Linked DNA regions of Mus musculus: region 2 is linked to region 1. Evidence: chromatin contacts called from public HiChIP or PLAC-seq data. All regions are on one chromosome and are shown on one strand. The core of a region is the stretch at or near the end of the contact, and the rest is flanking DNA. Distances in the headings are between cores, read along the strand shown. Region 1 holds the start of Spag5 (sperm associated antigen 5). Region 2 overlaps Foxn1 (forkhead box N1).

Region 1 (7,835 bases), core at 1,373-3,872:
GTTTCTATTGCTTCCTCCAAAGTATGGAAAAGAGAGTTGCTTTCAGGAGTTGGATCGGATTCACGCTGGCAAGCTTCTATGTGCGTTGAAGGATGGCTGAACTGTTCTGAAAGGAAGTTGTTCTCAGTATTGATAAAATCCACTGGAGATGAGTTGTTGCATCTTTCCTGCCAAAAGAAACATAATAGCTGACTAAGGGAGTCCAATTCAGCCCTCAACATATAACTGGGGTACACAGTAATATCCAAACTCAGAAAAGTCAGAGTCCTTATTATCTCCTCTGAGGTAAGAAGTTAGCTAATCCTTGCTGGTTACTACACAGAACTACTAGTAGGAAAAGAAAGATAGGAAACCACTTTGGATCCTTATGCATCCCGTACATATAGGGGATGCAGCCCATAGTATAAACAGACTAAGCAAATCTATTTATGCCAATGGGAGACTCTACCTTGACTATGACCCTGCCACGTCCTTTTCTAATTCCAACCAACATCTTAAGAGATATGGTAGGGGCTGGAGAGATGGCTCAGCGGTTAAGAGCACTGACTGCTCTTCCAGAGGTCCTGAGTTCAAATCCCAGCAACCACATGGTGGCTCACAACCATCTGTAATGAGATCCGATGCCCCCTTCTGGTGTGACTGAAAACAGCTACAGTGTATTCGTATAGATAAAATAAATAGATAACTCTTAAGAGAGAAAGAGTGGGGGGTAGGAGAGACTGAACAGAGGATGGGAAATGTTTCAAGTGCTCTCAGAATCTAGAGTTACACCAGAATAACTCAGAGATCACTCCAGGAATGCCAGCTGGTGGTGGCACATACCTTTAATCCTAGCACTCAAGAGGCAGAGGCAGGTGGATCTCTGAGTGGCCAGCCTGGTCTTCAGAGTGAGTTCTGGGACAGCCAAGTCTACACTGAGAAACCCTGTCTCAAAAAAAACCAAAGCTGGGCTGGTGAGATGGCTCAGTGGGTAAGAGCACCCGACTGCTCTTCCAAAGGTCCGGAGTTCAAATCCCAGCAACCACATGGTGGCTCACAACCATCTGTAATGAGATCTGATTCCCTCTTCTGGAGTGTCTGAAGACAGCTACAGTGTATTTACATATAATAAATAAATAAATAAATAAATATTTTTTAAAAAACCAAAGCCAACCAAACAAACAAAAATCTTGAGTTACTAAAGACAGAATAAAGTTAATGAAATAGGATTGCGGGTATAGTTTAGTAGTAGTGTAGTATCCATCTAGCAAGCACAAAGACCTAGGTTTAATACCCAGCACCATAAAATAACAAAATCATGGTCAAAGAAAAAAAAAAGCAAACTTTCATATTTTGAAAGAATGGTAGGCTTCCTGGTTCTCCCTATAGGAAGAGGAAATGATAGCAATTTCTTCAGGACAATTTCCCAAGTAAGTTCTACAAAATGTCTTTAAAGAACCCAGTGGGTCAAACTCCTCTCTTGACAAGTTTTACAAAAGCAGTTTGTACTATTTCTCTTAAGTCATTTGACAAGTAATTAAAAAAAAATCTAAAACATTAAAAAAAAAATCTAAAAGTAGAAAAGAAGCTGAGTGGTGGTAGTGGTGGCTGGCACCCTTGATCTCCGAACTGGAGAGGCAGAGGTAGGCAGATCTCTGAGTTTCAGGCCAGCCTGGTCTACAGAAAGTGTTTCAGGACAGCCAGGTCTACACAAAGAAACTCTGTCTCAAAAAACAAAAACAAAAACAAACAAACAAAACCCAAAACAACAATAATAGTAACAGTAACAATAGAAAACCTTCTAACTAAAAGGTACAGCTCAATATAGGCAATTCTGCAAGGTAATAGTTTAAAGTATTGGATACAGGAAAATTCTAACTACCCCATAGGATAGATGGATATGGTTTCAACTCTTGGAGACAGATCTCTCCATAAATGTGCCAGTATTTCTCGGGAATTTGGTATAGGTCAAAAACAAGAAAAGAGGTAAAGAAAAAAAAAAATCGAACCCAGCTAAATAGAGGTGTGGGTTCTCAGTGGATTCGTTTTAACCACCCCAGGGCACCTCTCTGTTGGCCTGAATAGCTGTAAATGGATGTCACGGAAGTGGAAGACTTCATTATCGTTATTAATTACGTTCCAGCTTTGGCCCTCTGTTCCTCTGAGCATCTGAGCCTGGGCAAACAGCCCAGTTGTGAAGCTAAAAATCTCACCTTCAGCTCCAGCCTGCACAGGTATGGGGTCAGCGCGGAGATCATAGAGGGACCTTTCCCTGAATCGGCGAGGGCCTCGGGCTGTAGTTTAAGCTCTCGGAGAGGAGTACTCATAGCTGGCTTCCCCTGAGAGAGAAAGCGAGTGTGAGGAAAGCTGGTCTCGGCCTCCCGGAGTGTTTTCCCACAACCGCTAGGCCGGGGCGGACAATGCCTCCCGCTGCCCCACTTCGTCCGGAGCCGGACTTCACCGGCCTCGGCCCCGCCCGGCCCCGCCCAGGTAGCGCCCTGTCTGCCGGAGTTCTCTCCTCACCTTTTGGGGCGAAGGCGACAAACCGAGATTCAGTGTTTTCACCCTCCACATTTTCAACTCGATCACTTAACCAGACCAAGTCGAAATGGCCACTTTCACCCGCCGCCTCTATTTGAACCCAATACGCACTTCGGGATTGGCTGCGGGGCCGCGGTACGTATGGTGGGCGGGACCTGCGCGCGTCACGCCCCCACGAGCCGCTCAGCCTAACGCCTCCACTGAAGCACCCATCTGGCAGGCTGGTGTGTCTGTGGGCTGCTGGAGAGTCGTGGAGTCCTGTTTCAGTGGCTCCGTTCCCCCGGTTACCGAGTGAGCCGCACTTCCCCCAGGGTTGGGCTGTCCAGGCATAGGTGCCAGTTTCATAACGGCCAGAGGGAGTTCCTAAGTGCCCAATTTCGGCCTTCAGGTAACCGCCTCTTCAGAATTTCTGGGCCTTTCTTGTGTCTAACCTCGGAGCCTACTGTAACAAGATCACTAGAATAATAGTTGATATTTACTTTACTGTGCATTTATGGTGATCTGTTTCAAGTGCTTGCTATATTAATAACTAACTCTCTCACACACATACACACTCTCACACACACAAACAGCGTGTCCCACACCACCACTGCCTGGCCCTCAGCCTCTTGAATGATGAAATCACAGGCCAATTTAGAAGTGTTAATGTATGAAGAAAAAGAAGAGAACCAAAGAAGAGCTTTAATGTTAGAAACTGTAGGGTTCTGTCAGGGTATGCGCGCCCATCAGGAACTGTACTGGTCAGTAACTTTCTGCGGGCTGCATGTAGCTCTGAATTCTTCAAATGGGAATATAATACAGGTGTGAAATGCACATTGCATTTCAGACCTTGTATGGAAAAACTATTTTTTTAATGTTAATTGCATACTGAAATATTTTTAGATATGCTAGGTTAAATAAAATATATTAAAATTTCTTGTTTTAAACCTTTTGAACATGGGTGACAATTTTAAAATTATGTAAGGGGAAGAATGGGGCAATGACTCCATCTTAGAGCTTGTCAGGAAAGCTTGAGGGCCTGAATTTGGATCTCCAATACCCAATAAAAAGCCGGGCATGGTGGTGCACACTTTTAATCTCAACACTGAAGAGGCAGAAGCAGGTGGATCTCTGTGAGTTCGAGGCCAGGATGGTTTACACAGTGTGTACCAAGACAGCCAGGGCTACATAGATCCTGTTAAAAAAAAAAAGGGCTGGGTGCAGCAGTTTTTGCCTGTTCTCCTAACAACATGGGGGCTGAGGCAGAAATGAGAGGATCCCCTGGGGTTTGCTGCTCAGTTAGTCTAATGAATCAGTGAGTTCTGGGTTCAATAACAGAAAATGTCTTGAAAGATAAAGTCTAGAGTGATTGAAAAAAATATGTAATGTTGACCTCTGGTTCCACAAAGCCCTACACATGTGAGCAAGCAGGTAGACAGGTACATGAACATGTACAGACATATAAGTTATACTAACTTGTGTTTCATTTCTTCTTTGTGACAGGGTCTCTCTGTGTACTTGTTGCTACCCTGGAAATCAGATCAAGCTGGCCTTGAACTCATAAAGAGACCCACTGGCCCTCTACCTCCTGGGTACTAGGATTAAAATCATACATGTCTTTTTGTTTTGTTTTAAGCTAGTCTCTGGTGGTATAGATCGGGCTCCTTTCAGCTCTTCCTCTGCCTCCTGAGTGCATTCATTATACTTCTATTGAACACTGCTACTCTAGAGACAAACAGTACCAGTCTGTAGGCTTTAGAAAAACTGCTTGAATAAAAACAGGGGGAGACAAGATAGGTGGGTAGTGCCGAAGATAAGAGTCCCAGGGCCTAGAACATGCTAAGTTTGTGCTCTACCAAGCAACTGCTCTTCCAATAGAGTGATTTTTCCTTTTTTGAGGCAGGATCTCTCTTTAGCCTAGGCTGGCCTCAATTTTTCGGCAATCCTTCTGCCTCAGAGTCCTGAGAATGCTTTTGAGCTTGGAATTGTCCAAGGTTCAGCAAAAGGTACCCCAAGAGTATTTGTGGTCTGAGGTGGCCGTTCCTGGTTGCCAGCTACGTCTGGGATGAACTACAATCCAGAAATGGAGGGCACACCCATGATCCAGATCTTGAGGCTGGAAAATACAGGCTTCTGACCTGGATCTTGAGGCATAGTGGTCATGAAAACCTTGAGGCCCAGGCAAGGTAGTGTATAGTTTTAATCTCAGGAGACTAAAGCAAGCAGATCTCTGAATTCAAAGTCAGCCTGGGGCAAAGCAAGTTCCAGGTCCAGGCGTGGTGGTACACACCTTTAATCTGGGCCAAGTTGTCTGCTGGAGGCCTAAATAAGGACAATGGAAGAAGGGAAAGGCTTTGCAGCTTTACACTCACTTGCCAGGACATCTGGACCCTACTTACTTCTTCAGGATTCCAGCTTAGACAGAAGACCAGCTGAAACAACTAGCCTGGTGGGACTGAGCAACTGCTAGATATTGGGACTTCCCATTCACAGCTGCCCATTGTTGGGTTAGTTGGACAGCAGACTGTAAGTCATTACAATAAATTCCCTTTAAATATATAAAGACATTCCATAAGTTCTGTGACCCTAGAGAACCCTGACTAATACATGGTCCATCAAAAAGACCCAGCAAATAAATAGTGGATAGTGTCGGAAAAGTCCAGGCAGGTAAATAAAGGTTAGCAAAAGTTTGTATCACACAAACAATGTGTGTGGAATGCTTAGGCCTTGTGGTAGTTGGCATGTGAGATTCCAGCTGTGCTCATACAAAGACAGTAGTGTGCTACTAGTAACAAATATGAATAGGGAGGATGAGATAGGATGGAAAATACTGTAACACCTTGGTCAAAACAATAAATGCAAAGATGAATTAAAGATAGACCAATTCTATCCTCAGGAAATGATCGATTATATGTATAAACTTTTGTATAAACATATGTATGTACACACAGACTAATTTTGTTAATATACACATTTTTTTCTTAAAGATACTTTGATGCATAAACATATATATCTAAGATTGGCTCTTTCTTTCTTTTTTTTTTTTTTTTTTTTGAGACACCCCGTTTCTCTGTATAGCTCTGGCTGTCCTGCAACTTACTCTGTAGACCAGGCTGGCCTAGAACTCAGAAATCCACCTGCCTCTGCCTCCCGAGTGCTGGGATTAAAGGCGTGTGCCACCATGCCCGGCACAGATTGGCACTTTTTTTTTTTTTTTTTTTTTTTTACTATGACTGGGTCTTGCTAAGGACATAATTTCCCTAACTGGATTTTATAGTCCTGACATCAAGGGGTTATAGGCCTGTGTTACCAAAGCTTTTTCTTTTCTTTTTTTTAGATTTATTTATTTTATGTATATGAGTACACTTCAGGCACACCAGAAAAGGGCTTCAGATCCCATTACAGATAGTTGTGAGCCACCATGTGGTTCTTGGGAATTGAACTCAGGACCTCTGGAAGAACAGTCAGTGCTTTTAACAACTGAGCCATCTCTCTAGTCCCTCCCTTCTTTTTTGAAACAAGGTTTCTCAGTAGCCCTAGCGGTCTTGGAACTTATTATGTAGATCAGTCTGGCCTTGTTCTCACAGAGACCTACCTGCCTCTGCCCCATTAAAGGTATGTACCACCACACCCAACCAGCTTTTTCCGTCTTTTTCCACTTAGATTTTTCATGTTTCTTCTATGTTCTCTCATGTTTTCTCCCCACTTATTTATTTGGTTGGTTTAGTTTTTCCAGATAGGGCTTCTCTTTGTAGCCCTGGTTGTCCTGGAACTCCCTCTATAGATTAGGTTATCCTCAAAATCAGAGATCAAACTGCCTCTGCCTCCCAAGTTCTGGGGTTAAAGGCATCTGTTACAAAAATCAACTATTTGCATTCTTTTTAAAAGAAAACAGGTTAACCTTGAACTCACTAAGTAACCAGGGACAATGATGACTAGAACTTTAAAAAATATTTTAAAAGAAATTTTATTTATTTCAACTCTGGGTGGCTTGGAACTTGCTATCTGGCCTCAGATCCCACCAGCTTCCTGCCTTCTGAGTCCTGACTAAAGGCATGTGCCGCCATGCCTCCCTACTCTTGCATTTGTCCTGAAGTATTACAAAGCCTTCCTAGCCCACTGGTAGAAGTCCAGCTGACTTGTCATGTTATGTTCCCCTATTTTGAAAAAGTTCTCAGTTTTTAAGAGTTCTAGGTTTCGGGCTGGAGAAAGGGTTCAGTGGTAAAGAGTACTTGTTCTCCCAGGGGACCTAGGTTCAATTCCTAGCACCTACATAACAGCTCACAACTATAACTCTACTTCCAGGGATCCAATGACTTCTGACCTACCTGGACACCAGGAAGTGCATAGACATACACACAGGCAGAACACTCATATACATTTAAAAAAAAAAAAAAAAAGCCGGGCGTGGTGGTGCACACCTTTAATCCCAGCAACTCGGGAGGCAGAGGCAGGTGGATTTCTGAGTTCGAGGCCAGCCTGGTCTACAAAGTGAGTTCCAGGACAGCCAGGGCTATACAGAGAAACCCTGTCTCAAAAACAAAACAAAACAAAACAAAACAACAACAACAACCATAATAAAACAGTTACTTGTTGATCAGGAACCAGATATCCCAAAATTCAAATTCAAGTCTCTTAATTAACCCTGCCAGGCTTGGTGGTGGTGCACACCTTTAAATCCCAGCACTTGGGAGGCAGAGGCAGGCGGATTTCTGAGTTTGAGGCCAGCCTGGTCTATAGAGTTGAGTTTCAGGACAGCCAGGCCTCTGTTGTACAGAGAAGCCTTGCCTCGAAAGACCAAAGCCAAAAAATGAAAAAAAGAGCTGAATAGCATCTCAGAAAGATCATAACTTGGTCTAGCAGGAATTCCCTGAGTGTTCTTACCTAGAACATTATGACCTCCAGTAACACCCTTAACACTTTTATTATTTGACATGTATGAGTGAATTGCTTGCATGTGTACACGTAGTATTAGTGTGCTAGACAGCAGAGGTCAGGAAAGAGCGTCAGATCCCCTGGAACTGGAGTTACAGATGGCAGTGAGCTGCCATGTGGGTGCTGGGAATCAAACCCAGGTCCTCTGCAAGAGCAACAAGTGCTCTTAGCCACTGAGCTGTCTCTCCAGCCCCATAACACACAATTAGAGCATCAAATTCATTGAGACTCATACGGACTGCCAAAGCACAAAGAACAAAACCGTTCTACAGAGGCCACTAAGATGGGAGACCTGGTCTAACCCAGGGAGAGTAACCAGGAGGATACAGGGTAGTCTTCAGATAGTTTTTGGCCTGAAAAGAGATCAGACATAACTGGAAAATAATAATCTAGATTAAAGC
Region 2 (7,835 bases), core at 3,133-5,632, 59 kb before region 1:
ATGTCCACAGACTTGAGGTTCTGGGAGCGAGAAACACCATAGTCTGGATGGGCTGTTCCTGAATCCCAGACTCTCCAGGTAGAGATAGGCGCTCCCCTCCTCCTAAGGTGACAGCAAAGTCCTCCAAAAACTAAACAGAGAAAGGGAGGCGAGGCCCCTCCCTCTCCTCTGGGCCTTCTTCCCTGCCCACTCCTGGCCTTACCCCCAGCCCCTCCCTGCATCTCATCTTCCTGGCTTAATTATTTTTCCTGGGAGCCGTGTAATCCCTGTTTTATGGGACTGAAGAGTGAAGAGGTCTGACAGCTTTTTCGGTTCGGTTGTTTTTCTTAGCCGGTTGCATCACCCCTGCATGCCAGAGTTTACATTTGACTTCAGAGAGACTGTGTGAGGATCTGACCAGCCCCATTGGCAAGGCAGGCCCCCACGGGAATGACCTGGGCAAGGCCCTCAGCTAAGGAACAGGGCTGAAGTCCATACCCGGTTATCGTTTTCCTCATGTGATCCAAGGCCAGCTGTTTTCTTCTCTGGGCCTCAGCTTCCCTCTCTGTAACATGTCAGTTTGGACGAGTTGGTACCTAGATTCCTTCTAAGCCAACAGGTTCTCTTCGAACCTCTCCAAAGAGAGAGTTCCAAGGCTCTAAACCTCTCAGTCCTTATTTGGAAGTCATTTTTTAGGGCAAAGACAGAGTGGACTCTGAAGTGGTCAGTACTCACACCCAAGGCAGCTACTGTGGGCGTCCCATAGTTCCATGAGTCAGGGGCTGAGGAAGTGTCCAGCCACCATGCATAATTGTTAATGCTGACCATCCCTCTTCCAAACAGGAAGTGGCTGCGGTGGGGGCTGCCCTGGCATCCGAAGTCACACATTTATGGGACCATAAAAGTTCCCGGTGCCCATTAAGTCTGCTCTGGGGTGATGGAGCTTTGGTTCTTAGTAGAGTCAGCTGTGGGAGCTTAAGAAGGTCCAGCAGCTCAAGATGCTCGCTGGTAACCCCTGATGAACCTTGGGGTCATCAGGACCAGCCCCATGATGGGTTAGCTGTCCCCAAGAAAGGCTCCGGCAGCTGCTGCCAGCAACTCTAGTGAGACTGGCATCAGGACCCAGGGCCCGGTTCTGCTAGGCGTGATTCAGCTTGGCTGCACCCTGGGGCAAGGGAGCTAGGGAGGAGGGCGTGGCCATCTCTCATTAACCAGAAAGAGGGGCTGAAAGCGAGAGGAGCCAGGGTGTAAGGAAGTATCATCAACTGGAGAGGTAGCTCTACCCACCGCCAGCCCTCGTCGGGCTCAGGGTGGTCAACTGAGCCAGATGTGGGGGACAGGAGGCCCATGCCCCTCCACCACCATCCCTGCCACCGCCTCTCACCCAACTGAGTCAGCTTAATGGTTTTTACAACCCTCCTTGGGCACAATTACTGCACTGGTGGCATGACCGGGCCTCCTAATGGGTGTTTATTCTGTTGGCACGAGCACCCCCTGCCTGAGGGCTGGCCTCCCCACCAGGGCACACCTCCAGGGCACACTCATGCGAACTCACACCCACACACTCAATCATGGGTACACACGTACTCTGAGATACTTTCTCACACATAGCCATCCTCACTCAGGAGTTCAGAGACCTATGGTAGGAGACGCCACTCCCACCGAGAGATGTCGAAGGATCTGGTGAATATTCAGTCACATACGACTACCCCAGCCTCTACCAACACCGCATCTGCCATCAAACATAGAGGCAGCAGGTGTGCTAACTCCCACCTGTTCACCAACCCTTTTCTGCCCAGCTTGCTCTGGAGGGATGAGGTGGACCCAGAGGAAACGCATTATGCTGTTCTCCCTTTAAAGCTGTCCCCAAAGACTTTAAAATGGCGATCTTCCCCTTTCTACAAGGGGACACATAGGCCAGAAGGCCCAGTGAGCATATCCTGCTTCAGTGGGGAAATAGACCAGGGGCCTCAATGGCATTTACCAGTTGTCCCTTAAAGAAAGATCACAAGTTGGACATTGTGACTTATGCCTGCTGCAATCTCAGCACCCAAGAGACTCTGAGCATCTTACTGTGAGCCTGGACTACAAGTGAGGTCCCATCTCCAAAAGGAGTGGTGGCTAACAAATATCGGAGAGAGCTGGGGGGGGGGTGCACACCTTTAATCCCAGCACTCGGGAGGCAGAAGGCAGGGGGATCTCTGAACTTGAGGTCAGTCTGGTCCACAAAGTGAGTTCTAGGACAGCCAGGACTATACAGAGAAACCTTGTCTCAAAAAAGAACCCCCAAAACAAACAAACAAGCAAACAAAAACAAACAAACAAGCAAACAAGCAAACAAAAACAATAAAAGCAGTGAGGTGGTGGTTAAGAACACTGGCTGCTCTTGCAGAGGACTTGAATTCAGTTCCCAGCCCCACATGGTGGTTTACAAACTATCTATAACTCCAGTTCCAGGAGATTCAGTGCCCTCTTTGACAGACTCCTGTATGCATGTGGTGCATAGACAGACATACAGGCACCCACATGTACACATAAAGTGCATAATAAATATACAAAGGGTCACATCCTCTGAAGGGTCTAGACTAAGAGCTAGGTAGGGTAACAGCAGCTTTTAGATTTTAGCTAAAAAAAAACTAACTTAGGCCAGGCAGTGGTGGTGCACGCCTTTAATCCCAGCACTTGGGAGGCAGAGGCTGGTGGATTTCTGAGTTCGAGGTCAGCCTGGTCTACAGAGTGAGTTCCAGGACAGCCAGGGCTATACAGAGAAACCCTGTCTCGAAAAACCAAACCAAACCAAACCAAACCAAACAAACCAAAAAACAAAAACTAACTTAGGATCAACGATTCTGCCCACTAAAGGGTTCTACGAATGCTTTTGGAGCTGAATACATCAAGCCAGAGTGTGTAGAGACCCTATGTATAGAATTGGCGAAGGAATGTTCTAGAATCCCCAGACCTAGAGCCATTTCTTGCCGCCTGAACCCAACCTGGATTCTTGTTCTGCTCTGGTAGACTGCTCCTGATGGCTGGAAGAATTCTGTTCGCCATAACCTGTCCCTCAACAAGTGCTTTGAGAAGGTGGAGAATAAATCCGGAAGTTCCTCTCGAAAGGGCTGTCTGTGGGCCCTCAATCCTTCCAAAATCGACAAGATGCAGGAAGAACTGCAGAAGTGGAAGAGGAAAGACCCCATTGCTGTGCGCAAAAGCATGGCCAAACCAGGTGAGGCTGTCAGGCCTGTGTGAGAAAGGCCAAGGGACCTGGGTACCAGAATGAAGAAGAGCAGAGCCTGGGGAGAGAGGGATACAGGGAGGGGGGTCTGGGCTGGGAGGCTACAAAGGAGAGAGGCCTCATGGTGTTTTCTTTTGGGCCTTTGCAGAAGAGCTGGACAGCCTCATTGGAGACAAAAGGGAAAAACTGGGCTCTCCGCTGCTGGGCTGTCCACCCCCTGGGCTGGCAGGCCCAGGTCCCATCCGGCCCATGGCACCATCAGCTGGTCTTTCCCAGCCTCTGCACCCAATGCATCCAGCTCCAGGCCCCATGCCTGGCAAGAACCCCCTGCAGGACCTACTGGGTGGCCATGCTCCCTCCTGCTATGGGCAGACCTACCCACACCTTTCCCCCAGCCTGGCCCCTTCTGGACACCAGCAGCCATTGTTCCCACAGCCAGATGGGCATCTTGAGCTGCAGGCCCAGCCAGGCACCCCCCAGGACTCACCTCTACCTGCCCACACACCACCCAGCCACGGTGCCAAGCTGATGGCTGAGCCTTCCTCAGCCAGGACCATGCACGATACTCTACTGCCAGATGGAGACCTTGGGACTGACCTGGATGCTATCAACCCTTCTCTCACTGACTTCGACTTCCAGGGTGAGCTGGGAGCTGGGAGCTGGGAAGGGTGGGACAGGACTAGAGAGGTGCTCTTGGCTGCGTGGCCTAGCCTCTTCATGTCTCTAGGCTGCCACCTGCTGGCTCCTGAGTTTCTTGTCACCTGAGGCGGATGACTAGGAATGTTAAATTCGCATTTGCTCCCTGCCCTCCAGATCATGAGCTAAAAGGCTCTTTCCCCCATCTCCCCCCTCCTGGTACTCTGATCATGTACCAGATGGCTTCATCATCAAACCGCTCATCTGACAAAGCTGGGAAAAGCCGGAAGTTCCATTGGTGTACTTGACTGTGAGGGACTGGGAGGCTAAACGTTCCAAAATCATTTGCGTTTTATCAGAATTTAGCTTTCACTTCAGGAGACAGACTTTCTATGGAATGGAAGACCTCAGAGCTAAGCATGTCCTAGAGAGATTTGAGGGTACAAGCCCAGAGAGGTGAATCTTTACATTCTCCTCCATCTTGCCCGCTCCATCCTACAGGCAGCCAAGCCCCACCCTCTACCCTTCTAAGCCCCGCCCCTTCCCGTTTGAACTGTAGTGTACCGAGCAAGCCTTTTTGGAGGAGGCTGTTGATCTATACCTTAGACTGTTAGAAATAAACTTCACATAGACCTTCATTCCAGACCTGCTGCGGCTGCAGAGAACAGGCGGCTGCAGAGGAGGCTATGTGGACGTGGGATACTATAAATTCTATCAGAAGGCTAGAGATGTGGGTAGGGGGTAAAGCGTTTGCCTAGCATGCACCAATCCTTAGTTAGGGTCAATACCCCAGCATCACAAAACCCTTAATTAATACCCACTCAAGCTCCTACTGAGTACCAGGCATCTTGCAAACAGCTTTACATATGTTCTTCCCATCTGGACCTAGCAAACAATACTATACAGAGAGATACATCCACTCAAGGTCGCTGGGCCAGAAAGAAGGAGTTGAACCCAGGTGGCCAAGAGCAGCCAGCGTTGTCAGGTCTCTTTCTCCACCCTGCGGTGATGATGTTCCAGGCAGCGACTCCAGTCACTGGCCTGCCACGCGGCAGGTCACACGACCCTAGGAGGAACTCAGTGACAGCACTGTTTGTTCCTCAGAGTCAAGTGTCCTTTCTGGTTCTATCCCTGTACCTTGGGTCCTGTGAGGGGGCGGGGAGGAGGGTCTAGGGAGCCAGACCTGTGTACCTCATCAAGTTCGGTGGTGCACTGTGGGAAGACTGTAGGCGGCAAATCAACCTTTGGGAACCAAGGCAGAAGCCTGAGTGAAGAGGTTCAGGGGGGCCTCTAGGCCGCTTCCAAGAAGAGCTTTGCAACAACCTTCAAATGGGCAAATCCTTAACCTTAATCTAGTACCCTGTTCTTCTCGAAGAGGCCCAGAGGTTACCTGCAACTATGGCAGTGGTTCTCAACCTCTGGGTCGCGACCCCGATGGAAAGTCTGATGACCCTTTCATAGGGGTCGCCTGCATCTATGGCTTTTACACCGTGCTACCTTGGAGCTCGGAGCTGGACTCTGAGGCTCAGGAAAAAAAAAAAAAAGTTCAGTGATTACTTGAGGTCCCAGAGTGGATGCCAAGATAGGCTTCCAGTCCGCATCACCAGACTCCTGTTCTCTGAGGCTTCTGAGGTACTTGGGTGGGAGACAGACTGGGCTTAACTCTCTATGGCCTGCCAATGATGAGGCTTCTTCCCTCTCCCCGACTAGGAAATCTGTGGGAGCAGCTGAAGGATGACAGCTTGGCCCTGGACCCCCTCGTATTGGTGACCTCGTCGCCGACGTCATCCTCCATGTTGCCACCCCCACCAGCAGCCCATTGCTTCCCCCCAGGGCCTTGTCTGGCAGAAACAGGCAATGAGGCAGGTGAACTGGCACCTCCAGGCAGCGGCGGCTCCGGTGCTCTGGGAGACATGCACCTCAGCACTCTCTACTCCGCCTTTGTGGAACTGGAGTCCACGCCCTCCTCAGCAGCTGCCGGCCCTGCCGTGTACCTCAGTCCCGGCTCAAAGCCATTGGCTCTGGCTTGAGCTATGCCCAACATCAGCTGCGGCCTTTGCCTAGCTGGCTGCCCCATATTGGGCTCACCTTAAAGGTCAAAGAAGGAAAACACTACCTGTCTCCTATGCCACTCAGCCAACTTATTTGTTAGCCAGAAGTTGGGGGCATCCATCTAGGATGCTACCTGGTGGACCCGCATCTCACACGGGGCCCCCAGCAAGGAAAGTGTCGGAAAAGAAGCAACAGCGCGCCCCCTAGCGCCAGCTCACTCGAACTTCAGCTCTCGAGCGTGAACTCAAGCTCTACACACCTGCTCATCATGTGCCTTACACTCAGAGGAAGCCTTGGGTCACAGAGTCTGATTTGATTTCTGGGGCAGCTGAGAGCTAAAAGCTTTAGTTAGCAAAGCTCAGGGCCAGTGTGACAGGTCAAAGATCACCCCTCCAAACCTCATCCCAATCCCCATGTGCTCTACAGACTTGGCCCTCTCCCAGAAATCTCTATTTATTCTCCCATCTTACACCCTTAAAGCCTACAGGGGCTCCTCCCGTATGACCTGTGAACCCCTTAGGGAGACAACTACTTCATAGAATTTATCTATACATCTTCAGTATATACTCTGGTTGGCCATCTCCAAGGTGACACACAGAAGGGGCAGCATCTACCCTGGGACCAAACTGAGCCCAAATCCAACACAACATGTTTGGAAAAAAAAAAAAAAACTTGTCCTCAGAAACTTGAACCCCCTCTCTTAGTCTCAGCCACAGGAAAGGCCCCCTTCAGGTTGCCAAGTCTCACTCTTTCTCAATGAGAGGTTCATATAGTTCAAGCCCCAGCCTATTGGATGCGGTCAACTGTCTTAAGCATCCTGAGTAACTAGGGTTTGCAACCCGCTACAGGATGATGTGTGTGTGTGTGTGTGTGTGTGTGTGTGTGATACCCCCCCACACACACACACACATACACACACCTGCATAGCAGACTTGGGGCTCCCAGGGAGCCGGCAGAATGTCCGTGGAGCTGAGCTGTGACTCAGATGCCCACCATGACCCACCAAATGGGATCCCCAGCTTTCCCAGGGCCTGAGGGCAACCAGAACCTCCATAGGTTGTCCCCAAGCTCACACGAGGGTGGGCGGATCCCTCAGTCATCTACCATTGTCCCCTGTCCTGGAACAATAAAGTAAGCGCCTGATGGTTGCAACTACTGAGCCTTCGTTTTTTGGGACCTTCAGTCCCCAAGCAGGGTGTCTACAAGGACTCTAAAGATATAGATGTAGATGTAGCTATAGATAGATCATATATATGGAGTGGGTGTGTGTGCATTGGAAAATGTGTGCTGTGTATGTTTGTGCATATGTGTGCTGCCCCCCAAAAGGCATCAGATTCCCTGGAGCTGGAGTTACAAGCAGTTGTGAGCCTCTGGGTGGATGCTGGGAACCAAACTTAGGATCTCTAGCAGAGCAGCAAGCACTCTTAACTGTCTGAGCATCTCTCCTACCTTAGTAAGGCATCTAGACCAGTGGTCCTCAACTTGTGGGTTGAAGCCCCTTTGGGCCAAATCAAATGGCCCTTTCACATGAGTCATATATCATAGACTCCATAGCAGATGATATTTATATTTTGGTTCATAACAGTAGTAAAATTACCATTATGAAATAGCAATGAAGTAATTTTACAGTCAGGGGTCACCACAGCACGAGGAGCTACATGGGGGGTGGGGTGGGGGGGGAGTCACAACATTAGGAAGGTTGAGAACCACTGCTCTAGACCAAGCAGAGTGAGCAGCCAGGCAAGGCCTCTTCTCAGAGGAACTTGAAAAATGGGGATCTGGGCTTAGCTGTCCAGAGAAAGGAGCTGACTTCTTTCAATGACTCTTCTTCTGACACCTGTCCGATGCTGCCGTGACTGACCCAAATCGCACAAGACAGGGTCACTGTTGTGGCTGGAGAGATGACTCAGTGGTTAAGAGCACTCACTGCTCTTCC

Evidence for each region. HiChIP or PLAC-seq counts read pairs in DNA pulled down with a chosen protein or histone mark.
Region 2: an H3K4me3 HiChIP or PLAC-seq map of the SCID.adh cell line shows a contact between it and region 1, with 12 read pairs. The contact joins the enhancer-like site here to the promoter of Spag5 in region 1. A contact is called at or near these places in 2 of 39 promoter capture datasets (embryonic stem cells and liver), 4 of 115 datasets of contacts at active chromatin or transcription factors (the SCID.adh cell line, bone marrow-derived macrophages, embryonic stem cells and 1 more) and 3 of 9 other capture datasets (adipose tissue, liver and pancreatic islet).

What each region holds. Positions count from the first base shown.
Region 1 is chr11:78,296,378-78,304,212 of GRCm38.p6, reverse strand. It overlaps Spag5 (sperm associated antigen 5), which reads right to left and starts at 2,622. Exons shown (of 24, transcript NM_017407.3): 1 at 2,503-2,622; 2 at 2,193-2,318; 3 at 1-167. The coding sequence starts at 2,553. Gm3948 (predicted gene 3948) reads left to right here and starts at 2,702. Exons shown (of 4, transcript NR_166889.1): 1 at 2,702-2,908; 2 at 4,003-4,091. It overlaps Rskr (ribosomal protein S6 kinase related), which reads right to left. Exons shown (of 12, transcript NM_001287206.1): 12 at 7,408-7,835.
Region 2 is chr11:78,356,793-78,364,627 of GRCm38.p6, reverse strand. Foxn1 (forkhead box N1) reads left to right here. Exons shown (of 9, transcript NM_008238.2): 7 at 2,995-3,202; 8 at 3,360-3,851; 9 at 5,558-7,051. The coding sequence ends at 5,877. Among named protein-coding and RNA genes, the nearest start is that of Gm30367, 12 kb to the left of the region's middle. Within about 2 kb of position 4,382, at least 141 of the 459 cell types and tissues checked have an H3K27ac peak or open chromatin away from gene starts, as enhancers often do. A contact at or near this core is called in the SCID.adh cell line, bone marrow-derived macrophages, embryonic stem cells and 1 more, where this site is marked.